Regions from separate parts of the Hordeum vulgare genome. Here region 2 is linked to region 1. Evidence: chromatin contacts called from public Hi-C data. All regions are on one chromosome and are shown on one strand. The core of a region is the stretch at or near the end of the contact, and the rest is flanking DNA. Distances in the headings are between cores, read along the strand shown.

What was found. Hi-C and Micro-C count contacts between places; a contact is called where the count stands out from the background.
Region 2: a contact with region 1 is called in a Hi-C map of seedling, with 7 times the contacts expected there. The contact joins the promoter of LOC123402244 here to the promoter of LOC123403476 in region 1. A contact is called at or near these places in 2 of 6 Hi-C or Micro-C datasets (leaf and seedling).

The regions. Positions count from the first base shown.
Region 1 is chr6H:470,884,488-470,890,671 of MorexV3_pseudomolecules_assembly, reverse strand. It overlaps LOC123403476 (galactan beta-1,4-galactosyltransferase GALS1-like), which reads left to right and starts at 3,257. Exons shown (of 2, transcript XM_045097414.1): 1 at 3,257-5,293. The coding sequence starts at 3,771.
Region 2 is chr6H:471,392,525-471,398,708 of MorexV3_pseudomolecules_assembly, reverse strand. LOC123402244 (probable L-type lectin-domain containing receptor kinase S.5) reads left to right here and starts at 3,292. Exons shown (of 2, transcript XM_045096136.1): 1 at 3,292-4,832; 2 at 5,623-6,184. The coding sequence starts at 3,371.

The DNA of each region.
Region 1 (6,184 bases), core at 2,008-4,507:
ATGATGGATCCAAATTTGATGATATGGACGAGATCAAAGGTATGGTCCACCATTTTTATGGTCATTTATTCAGTTCGGAACCATGTCCATCAGCTGCTTCTGTCCTTGATGCTATTCCTCGCAAGATCACTAATGAGATGAATGAGGCTCTTTGCAAAGAGTATACGGATGATGAAATCAATACCGCTTTGTTTCAAATGGGCCCCACGAAGGCACCTGGATCGGATGGTTTCCCGACTCTTTTTTATCAAACACATTGGGACTTCCTGCAGACGGAAATTTGTAGCGCTATCCGAAGTTTCTTGAATGGAGGAACCATCCCTGCTGGTTTTGTGATTCAGTGATTGTGCTCATTCCGAAGATTAATAACCCACAACATCTCAAGAACTTCCAGCCAATCAGTCTGTGCAATGTCCTTTACAAGATCGCCTCGAAGGTACTCTCAAATCGACTTAAAGTTTTTCTGCCCGAGGTGATTTCAGAGAATCAAAGTGCCTTCATTCCTGGTCGTCTTATCACGGATAATGCTCTTATTGCTTTTGAAAGTTTACATACGATAAGATCTCAAAGAGTGAAGAAGTCTTACTTTGCTCTCAAGATCGATATGATGAAAGCATATGACCGTGTTGAGTGGAATTCTCTTCGTGGCTGCCTCTCTCGTTTGGGTTTTGTTGATTCATGCATACACTCGGTTATGAGGTGTGTTACTTCTTCCTGTTATGCTCTCCGTGTCAACGGAGATCTCACAGAGCCTGTGGTGCCAACCCGGGGTATATGTCAAGGTGATCCAATCAGCCCCTATCTTTTTCTTCTTTGTACTGAAGGGCTGTCATGTCTTCTCAAACATCAGGAGGATCAAGGTGTGCTACATGGTATTAAAAATGGCCGACTTGGCCCTGCTATTTCCCATTTACTGTTTGCAGATGACAACATCTTCTTTGGAAGAAGTGACAGGAGGAGTGTGGAAGCTTTGAAACATACCCTTCATCTCTATTGTGAGGGTTCTGGACAAAAGATTAATCCGGATAAATCATCTATATTCTTTGGTAATGGTTGCCCGGAGGTGATCAAGAATGAGGTTAAACATATACTTGGCGTCTTTAATGAGTCTCTCCAAGATTCATATCTTGGTATGCGAACCGAAGTGGGGCGATCAACTACCATGACGTTCAGATATTTGTATGATCGGATGTGGAAGCGCATCAACGGTATGTCTGATCGACCATTATCTAGGAAAGGAGTGGAGATTTTATTAAAATCTGTGATTCAGGCGATTCCAACATACGTGATGAGATGTTCCTTATACCTGTTGGTACATGTGAGCAAATGAGGAGAGCTATTGCTAATCAATGGTGGGGTTTTGCTGATGGTAAAAGGAAGATGCATTAGCGATCATGGGACTGGCTGACATGTCCAAAAGCTATGGGAGGTCTTGGTTTCAGAGATATGAGCATGTTTAATCAAGCAATGTTAGGCAAACAATGTTGGCAGTTACTCACAGAACCAAATTCCCTTTGTACTCGTGTTCTTAAGGGACGTTATTTTCCCAAATACAGACTTCTGGGATGCTAAATGTCCACGGTCTGCTTCCTATACTTGGCGGAGCATACTTCATGGCATGGATCTTGTCAAAAGAGGAGTCCGATGGGGTGTGGGTAATGGTGCCACAATCAAGATCCTGGAGGATAATTGGACTCCTGGAGTGAGACCTCAGTTTTTGCATTTGCTATCTCCTCTCTCGGACGGCAGAAGGTGAACTCTCTCTTTGATGATGATGGTTTTACTTGGAACATACATCTGGTCTGATCAGTCGTCGAGGAATCAATTGCGGATCAAGTGCTTCAACTTCCCATCAGTCGTTTTGGTGACACTCACTTTGTATCGTGTCGCATACTCGTTCTGGCACATACTCGGTCCGGTCTGCATATTAGTTGGCCAGGATGACAAAGATGATTTCCTCTTGTAGCAATACGGGCCGTGGTATGCCGTCTAATCTCCAAAGTGAAGCCACCTCCTGGAACAAAATTTGGGCGATCAAGGCGCCGGGGAAAATGTTGATAACTATATGGAGGTTCGCTCATGATTGCTTGCCAACGGGAATGCAGCTACACCGGAGACATATTCCTGCATCTAAGGTTTGTGTCCATTGTTCTGCTGATGAGCACATTGAACATGGATTGCTTTTTTGCCCATATGCACGAGCTGTTTGGTCTGATGTCAAAGATTACTTCAACGTGCATCTTTGTCGGAAAGGGTTCACAAATTGTAAAACATGGATCTTTGATTTTATGGCTCGTTGCTATGATCTTGCTGCTACAGTTCTTGCGGTCATGTGCTAGCATATTTGGGATGCTCGTAACAAACTCCAAGAAGAAAATATTAATCAGCATCCTTCTAGTCTTGCTCTGAAAATTAAAGCATATGTTGACATGATAGTGGAGCATTTGTTCAATACCAAAACCAACCATAGGCGTGAACCCTATACAACAGCATCCTGGGTTCCGCCGCCGCCAGGTAAGATGATGATAAACGTTGACGTTGCCCTTTTTACCAATGCGAGGAGCATGGGGGCAGGTGTGATGATGCGAGAGCATTCGGGTTCTTACATTGTTTGTTGTGGTATTGGTGTTCCTGAGGTAATCCTTCCTGAGCTAGCGGAGGCAATTGCAATCGAGAGAGGCTTGCAATTTGTATTGAGTGAAGGTCTACAGGAGGTCTTACTTGCTTCTGATTGTTTGACGGTTGTTCAACGTATTAATTCGCCGAGCCTGGATCGATCTTTTTGTGGTCCTGTGATTCAAGACATCAAGCAACTTAGAACTTCGTTCACTAGTTATTCTATATTTCATGTACGTCGGGAACAAAATGTTGTTGCACATTTGTTGGCTCGATCTTATAATCAGCTAGGGTGACGTGTTTGGCGTGATGTGTCTCCGGAATGCATCCGAGAAACTATTTGTATGGACATTATGTCATGATTTATAAAGCGGGTGTGTTATAAAAAAAATACAGACGTAAGTGTATACATACGCAAGCCCATTGTTGTGAACGCACAGACGAGCTGGTTATCAACCACGTGCGTGCGTGCGTACTGCCTGAGGCGAGACCGTGCAGGCGGCGACGGCTTTTCTACCGGAGACGAATCCAGGGAGGCGCGTCGCGCTGTTGCTTGCGACGGGTCCGCGCCGAAGTGGCGCCCGTTGAGGCACCGCGTTGTCCGGCCGCGGGCCTTGATTTCCTTCCGAAAACTTCTTCACCGCCAGCCGGCCACGACGCCCTACGAACGCGGTTGGTGGGCTGCGTTACGAACCGCGCGGATCGGCGGTTAAACCACTGACTTCATTTCTTCCTTCCCCTGCCCCGATCCAGCCACAGCCAGCCAGCCAGCCAGCCTTGACTGTTGCTTCGCGGCGCCGCCCCCCGCCTCCCCTACTCTCACCCGCAGCGCCCAGAACAATCCCCTCTCCCGTCGACAACCCACCGACCCCGTCGATTCCCGCCACCTTCCTCTCCCCCCCGTCACCCCCCACATTCCCCGCATCTCGGCCCCCTCTTGCCTTTTACTACAGCCCACCGAGCCTCCTGCGCCCGTACCCGAGCCCGTTCCCGGGAAAGATAACGAGGAAGGAGGACGGACGGTGGAGGGAAAGCGCGGCGCGCAACCGGAGCACGGCCCGTCTTCGCGGACCGCCGGCCGCGCGGGCGGATCGGCGAGTTGGTGGTCGTTTGGATTGCAGGGTCGTGCCCGTGCTCGTGGTCGTGCCCGTGCCATGAAGAAGAAAGACGCGGGAGGAGGCGGCGGTGGCGGTGGAGCGTTCGTGGCCGTCCCGTGCGTGGACATGAAGCTCTTCGTCGCCTCGCTCGCCTTCCTCACGCTCTTCGTCGCATTGTGGCAGCTCCAGCCCTACGGCACCCTCCTCGCCGCCGCACGCTCCTCCGCCTCCGCGCCGCCCTGCGCCCTCCCACTCGCCACAACCTCCGCCGCCGGTATTAGGATCAGCAACAACAACACGGAGGTCCACTCCGCCAACTCGACGTCCTCCGACACGGCCACAAAAAGCACACCGGGGACGACGTCGGCTCCGGACACCCCCGCCGTCGGCACTGTTCCGATGCGGCTGGCGAGGCCGGCGACGCGGCCGGAGGATCCGAACAAGCCTGTGCTCACTCGGCCGCACGAAAGCGCGGCGGCGCGGACCGAGGACCCAACCAAGCCGGTGCTCACTCGGCCGCACGAAAGCGCGGCGGCGCACGCGAAGGAGCCGAACAAACCGGTGTTCCTTCGGCCGCATGTAAGCGCGGTGGCGCGGGCGGAGGAGCCGAAAAGGCCGGTGCCCCGGCCGTCCGGCAACGCGGTGGCACGGGTGGAGAAGCCGAAAAGGCTGGTGCCCCGGCCGTCCGGCAACGCGGCCGTGCGCCCGGACGACCCAAACAAGCGGGTGCTCCGTCCGTACGGCAGCGCGGCGGCGCTGTTCGTCCAGATGGGCGCGTACCGGGGCGGGCCGCGGACGTTCGCCGTCGTGGGGCTGGCGTCCAAGCCCACCCACGTGTTCGGCACCCCCTACTTCAAGTGCGAGTGGCAGCCCAACCCGAGCGCCGCCGACCCGGCGCCGCGCACCGTCCGGACCAAGGCCTACAAGATCCTCCCGGACTGGGGGTACGGCCGCGTCTACACCACCGTCGTCGTCAACTGCACCTTCCCCGCCAACCCCAACGCGGCCAACGCCGGCGGCAAGCTGCTCGTCCACGCCTACTACTCCACCGCCTCCCGCCGGTACGAGCGCTTCGTCGCGCTCGAGGAGGCGCCGGGCTCCTACGACGAGTCCATCTTCAGCCCGCCGTTCCAGCACGACTACCTCTACTGCGGCTCCTCGCTCTACGGCAACCTCAGCGCCAGCCGCATGCGCGAGTGGATGGCGTACCACGCGCACTTCTTCGGGCCCAGGTCGCACTTCGTCTTCCACGACGCCGGCGGCGTCAGCCCGGAGGTGAGGGCGGTGCTGGACCCGTGGATCAGGGCGGGGCGGGTGACGGTGCAGGACATCCGGGCGCAGGCCGAGTTCGACAGCTACTACTACAACCAGTTCTTGGTGGTGAACGACTGCCTGCACCGGTACCGGCACGCCGCCAATTGGACCTTCTTCTTCGACGTCGACGAGTACCTCTACCTGCCAGACGGCCAGGCTCTGGACCAGGTGCTCGCCAAGCTCTCGGGCTACACGCAGTTCACCATCGAGCAGAATCCCATGTCCACCAAGCTCTGCGTCAAGAATCCGAGGAATGATTACTCAAGGTTCGTAATTTGATTTCTGTCCCGTATCTGGAGTAATTTCTGCTTGCCTCGTCCATTCCCGATTTAATTTTATGTTTATGATTGCGAGATCTCTGTCACGCCACCTCCCAAATTTAGCTTCAGATGTAGTATCAGGTTCAGGGTGGTAGGAAATACAATTTGTCCTGCCGGTTTGGTAGCATTCCCAGATATATATTTTAGCCGTTGGACCTTGGTTGTGTTGTTTAATCCAACAAACAAACATTCTCAAAGCGGTTACTTGTTTATGCAGTCTGTTGATCAATTGGGCAGTGAGCTGCTTGATTTCACCTTGCTCACTTTTTAATTAAAAATCGGTTAGATTTCCTTTGGTCAAATTGAGTCCTCTAGGGCAACATGGCGGTTGACACCTTCTCCTTTTGTTCTCCAGCTTCCATCACTGAACAAATTTCTTTGCATAGATAAAGCATCATTAGGTTTCACAACCAAAGGTCATTACTTAAGCAAATTTGGTTCTCCAACATCTTTCACCATTGAACCAACAATGTTTGTAAAGCACCAGTTGGTTTCACAAACAAAGGTCATTACTGTAAGAAATTCTGTTCTGCACCTTTCACCATTGAACCAACAATATTTGTAAAGCACCAGTTGGTTTCACAAACAAAGGTCATTACTTTAAAGACACTCTCCATTGAGCCAAAGATCTTAGGAAAGCATCATTAATTAATTATTTATTTATTTGAGATTAGGAAAGCATCATTTGGTTCTACAAACAAACATCAGTGCTTTTATACATTTTGTTCTCCAGCATGATTTGCTTCCACAATTAATGGTCATTGCTTTCTACCCGCCCGAAAACAAAGATGAATTGAGCCTAATCCTCAATATATACCAAGTTCCACAAATAAATTT
Region 2 (6,184 bases), core at 2,043-4,542, 510 kb before region 1:
ATGCGTTATTTAATAAGCTTGGGATTTCGCATCGCGTGTGTTGTCCTCATACACATCAGCAGAATGGCGCAGCCGAACGTAAGCATCGTCATATTGTTGAAACTGGCATTACTTTACTTTCTCATGCATCAGTACCCTTCCGTTTTTGGAGTGACGCGTTTTCCACAACCTGTTTTCTTATAAATAGGCTCCCCTCACGACGCCTTGGGATGAAAACACCACTTGAACTCTTGCTTAATGAATCTCCCAACTATAGCTTTCTTAAAGTTTTTGGATGTGCATGTTGGCCTCATCTTCACCCTTATAACAAGCATAAGCTTGAGTTTAGGTCCAAACTATGTGTCTTCCTTGGGTATAGTTCACTTCACAAAGGGTATAAGTGTCTTCATATTCCGTCTAACCGTGTCTACATCTATCGCGATGTTGTGTTTGACGAGAATGTTTTTCTGTTTCATCTTTTTCACCAGCTCTCACTTCGCCGTCATCATATTCCACCCCTCCACTGCCTACTGAGTTTGTTGATGTTGCATACTCTCCTGCGTTTCTTCCTAATCATGCTGCAGGTACAGATCATGGAGCCCGTCCTGAGTTGTTGGAGGAATGGAGCGGTCGGCTGCTCCTGATGTGAACATCGGCTCTCTGCATGTGTCGTGCACGTCTCAGCCGCTCTCACTCTTTCTGGGCCGACTTCCCCTGTGCTGAATTCGGCCGCACCTCCATCTTATGGGTCAGTCTCACCAACACCGGCTGTGTCTGATCTGGGCCGACCCGCGACGCCCACCCTGGCTTCGTCTGCCCCATCGCCTAGGCTGGCGTCTCTTGTGGCATCCTCGGGCTCCTTCTCGCCTATGTGGGACGAGGTTGTGTTGCCGCTCGGGTCTACATCGACGGCTTCATCACCACCAGCTATGGCTGCTACACCGGCTGCAGTTGCACCACCAACTGTGGATGCACCACTGGTTGCGACCGCTCCTCGTCTGCATACACGCAGCCAATCCGGCGTTGTCTGTCCCAAGAAACGTACATATGGGACCGTTGCTTGGCTTGCAGATTGTGTGGCGCTGTTACAAGATGGTCCCTCTGCTGAACCACGACACTTTCAGGCTTCTCTTGGGATTCCTCACTGGCGCCATGGTATGGAGCAAGAGTATCAAGCATTGTTGACGAATGGTACTTGGCAATTAGTCCCTCCGGTCTCTGGTGTGAATGTCATTGACTCCAAGTGGGTCTTCAAAGTTAAGAAGCATGCTAATGGTTCTATTGAACGCTACAAGGCACGACTAGTGGCGAAAGGGTTCAAACAACGGTATGGTCTTGACTATGAGGATACTTTTAGTCCGGTTGTCAAACCTACTACCATTCGGCTTCTGCTTTGCTTGGTTGTTACCCGAGGCTGGTTTCTTCGTCAATTGGATGTTCAGAATGCTTTTCTTCGTGGTGTTCTGGATGAGGGGGTTTACATGCGCCAGCCCCCGGGATTTGTTGACCCTTCTCGCCCTCATCATCTGTGTTGCCTGGTCAAGGCGCTCTATGGGCTGAAGCAGGCTCCTCGTGCATGGCATGCCAGGCTTGGCTCCGTTCTTTGGGCACTTGGTTTTGTTCCATCAACTGCTGACACATCGCTCTTTCTACTACGTGGGACTGAGGTAACAATGTATCTACCGATCTATGTTGATGACATTATCCTCATGAGCTCCTCCGATGCTGCTGCTGATCGGTTGATCTCTGCCTTGAGTGGTGATTTTGCGGTGAAAGATCTAGGCACCTTGCATTACTTCCTTGGGTTGGAGGTTTCTCGCTCTTCTGCTGGCTTGACACTCTCACAACATAAGTACTCTCTGGACTTGTTGCGACGGGCAGGTATGCTGATGTGCAAACAAGCCACCACTCTGATGTCTTCCACTGATCATTTGTCTGCATTTGATGGAGATCCTCTCACTTCTGATGATGCCACTGAGTATTGCAGTATTGTTGGTGGCTTGCAGTATCTGACCATCACTCGGCCAAACATCTCCTATGCAGTTAACCGGGTGTGTCAGTTCCTTCATGCTCCCACGATTTCTCATTCGACAGCATTTAAGCACATTCTCCGCTATGTTTGCCTTACTGCCCCGTACGGTTTGCTTCTTCAGCCTGCACAGTCTACGGAGCTCTTTGCATTCTCTGATGCAGATTGGGTTGGTAATCCAGATGACAGGCGATCCACGGGGCGGGGGGGGGGGGGGTGACATGCTCTATTCTTTGGTCCTATTTTGATTGCCTGGACTGCTCGTAAACAAGCTACGGTGTCTCGGAGTAGTACTGAGGCTGAATATAAAGCTTTTGCAAATGCTAGAGCTGAGATCATATGGGTACAATCCTTATTGAGAGAGTTGAGAGTTCCTCAAGCTCAACCGCCTGTCCTTTGGTGTGATAAAATTGGTGCTACTTATCTGTCATCTAATCCAGTGTTTCATGCTCAAACAAAACACATCGAAGTTGACTATCACTTTGTGCAGAAACGTGTTGCACAGAAGCTACTTCACATCAAGTTCATCTCCTCTAAAAATCAACTTGCTGACACCTTCACGAAGCCTCTACCTCAACCTCGGTTTGTAGGGTGTAGGCGCAATCTTAACATACTTTGTACCTAAGGGCATAGTTAAGATTAAGGGAGGGTGTTAGACTGTATTTACATATAGCTCTGGTATAGGTCTTGTATATTGTATTGTACACCCTCATGTACCCTGTTATATATATAAGATAGCCACACCTCAAGAAAGTGTCGAGCGGTTCCCAAAACCCTTTGTCTAATAATGCATGGTACATAAATTATTAAATTGGTACAAAAGGTAAGTAAATTATGATGATACATGAAATTGACGTCAAAGGTAAGTAAATTAAGATAAAATTGATGAAGAAAATAAGTAAATTAAGGTGATTGCTTAGTGTACATGAAACATGGGACAAAAGGCATGGTGGAAGAATAGAACCGATTGGACGAAAAAAGCCTAGTGACGGGACGTGATGAGAGGGGAAGGAGCGGTTGACAAGAATTCTGCGGCAGTAAAACTAACTTTGTGTATGTTTTAAGTAGATATAAAGATAAAGATAGAATGGTAGAGATGGAGATGGAGATGGAGATAGAGATAGAGATAAAGATTGATATGGATACTGATATAGTATATAGATACGCCGAAAAATAGGCATAGATCTAGATTTCCAACATGCTAAGTTCAGTGAAGATACCCTTTGTTGATTATTAGTTTTTTGCAAAACAGCAAATGTGTAAGAGTACACCAACACAAGGAACAAAACGGAGGCAGCAGTCCAATCCAGGCACAAGCATCCACTGACGACCCACCAACCCGCAGCCTCCTTATTTGTACAGATGCATGCACACCACGACTCCCTCCATTTCTCCACCACCTGGCCTGCCCACATCTCTCCTCTCTTCCTCAGTTCTCCTCCCCTCCTGAGAAAGCGAGGACTCAAACCCATGGCGCACTCCCGCCGCCGTCAACGCGCCACCACCAGCCTCGCCGTCCTCCTCCTGCTCTACGCCATCTCCGTATGCTCGCTCCTCCCCGCCGCCCGCGCCCAGGCCACCACCTTCACCAGCATCGTCGGCGGCAAGGAGTCCATCACCTTCTCCTTCCCCTCGTTCGACAACTCGCTGCGGCAGCTCCCCGGCAACCTCACCGTGCTGGGCAACGCCACCGTCAACGGGAATGCTCTGCAGATCACGCCGGACACCAGAAACGACCCGGAGAGGTTCCTCATCAACCAGACCGGCCGGGTCATGTTCCCCCGGGCCTACGTGCTCTGGGCCTCCGACGCGTCCAACTCCAGCGCCGACGGCCGGCGCGTCGCCTCCTTCTCCACCGTGTTCAAGGTCAACCTCTTCCGCGCGAACGCGTCCGTCAAGGGCGAAGGGTTGGCGTTCCTCATCGCGTCCGATGGCGCCGCCCCCCCGCCTCCCGGCAGCCACGGCGGCTACCTTGGCCTCACCAACGCGTCCACCGACGGTAGCGCCGCCAACGGGTTCGCGGCCGTGGAGCTGGACACAGTGAAGCAGGCCTACGACCCCGACGACAACCACGTCGGCCTCGACGTGAACGGCGTCCAGTCCAAGGTCGCCGCCTCCCTCACCCCCTTCGGCATCGACCTCGCGACCAACAACACCGACGACGACGGCAGCCACATGGTCTGGATCGAGTACAACGGCACGTCGCGGCACGTGTGGGTGTACATGGCCAAGAACGGGAGCAGGCCCGCCACTCCCGTGCTCAACGCGTCGCTGGACCTCTCGAGGGTCCTCCTCGGCAAGACGGCCTACTTCGGCTTCTCGGCGTCCACCGGCGTGCTGTACCAGCTCAACTGCTTGCACAGTTGGGACATGACGGTGGAGCTTCTCCCCGACGGCAGCGGCACCGGCAAGCAGCCGCTCTCCGGCTGGAAGCTCGGGCTGGCCATCGGCGCGCCGTGCGCCTTCGCCCTGGCGCTCGGTCTGTTCGCCGGCCTGTACATCAAGAGCAGGCGGAGGAGGATCGGGGACGACTCGAGCTCGATGGTCCGGAGCACCATTAACTTCGCCAGCATCCCCGGGGTGCCCAAGGAGTTCGACTACAAGGAGCTGAGGAAAGGGACGGGCAACTTCGACGAGAAGATGAAGCTGGGGCAGGGAGGGTACGGTGTGGTGTACCGCGCCACCGTGGTCGGGGAGCACGGGCAGAACATGGAGGTCGCCGTGAAACAGTTCTCCGGGGCCAACACCAAGGGACAGGAGGACTTCCTCGCCGAGCTTAGCATCATCAACCTCCTCCGCCACCGCAATCTCGTCAAGCTCCTCGGTAAACAACTGTTTCTTTAATTCTCTGCTCTGCACATTTCGCAACGTTCTTGATCAATAAAAATATTCCGTTCATCGCAGCCCCGTAGCTCTTTATAGTGCTTTTGATTCAAAGATTCTGCCAGAAACTGCATCATGGATGTCACTCAAAAATATCATCTTCATTCTAGGATGAGTCTCATTAGTTTTGCACTTCGGTTATGATTAAAGTAGACTAAAAAGAGGTTGCCTAAAGGGTTACGTGAAAGCGAACTTTTTATTTTTTATGCGAAAGTGAAAGCAAACCTTTGATTATGTCAAAAATTTGGTTACGTGAAAAACGAGTTGTAAATGTCAAACGCCGTCTATATAGATAGACGACAAAGGTAGGGGCATTTTCAGATTACGAATCAAAGGATAACGATGCAATCGAGATACTGATGGTTTAACTTACGAATAGGGACAACTACTCCAAGAAATTAGTTCTACTAGTACACTAGACTAGATTTCAAGTTTGCACCCAAGTATCTACTCCTATGACTAACCAGTTCCTATCTAGTGAAGGTTTGTTGCTTATATGATATGATTTGGGATTCCGGATCATGATTGCACTACCAATTTGACGACGCAATATTTGACCCGTCTATTAGTACTTCACATGCTCTACTGGCTTTGGAATAATAAAACAGTCTGAAGTAGTATACTAGTAGTACTAGACAACCTTGTCGCTAGAACAAAAATAGTCTAATTCTCTAATTAGCTGTTCACAATTCTGGAAATAAATCGATTAACCGCGGATGGTGAATTTGCAGGCTGGTGCCACCAGGACGGCGTGCTGCTGCTGGTGTACGACTTCATGCCCAACGGCAGCCTGGACAGGCACCTCTTCGGCGGGCCGGAGGCCCCGGTGCTCACCTGGGGCCAACGTTACAACATCGTCGCCGGCGTGGCCTCCGCCCTGAACTACCTCCACCACGAGTACGACCAGCGGGTGATCCACCGCGACATCAAGCCGTCCAACATCATGCTGGACGGCGCCTTCAACGCGCGTCTCGGCGACTTCGGCCTCGCCCGCGCGCTCGAGACCGACAAGACCTCCTACACCGACAAGATCGGCGTCCCGGGCACGCTGGGCTACATCGCGCCGGAGTGCTTCCACACGGGCAGGGCGACGCGGGAGTCGGACGTCTTCGGCTTCGGCGCCGTCATCCTGGAGATCGTCTCCGGCCGCCGCATCTCCTGCAGCAACGCCGCCGGGTGCAGCCAGCTGCTGGAGGGCGTGTGGCAGCTCCACGGCGCCGGCGGGGGCCGCATCCTCGAGGCCGTCGACAGGCGGCTCGTCGCCGGGGGGTTCGACGAGGGCGACGCGGAGCG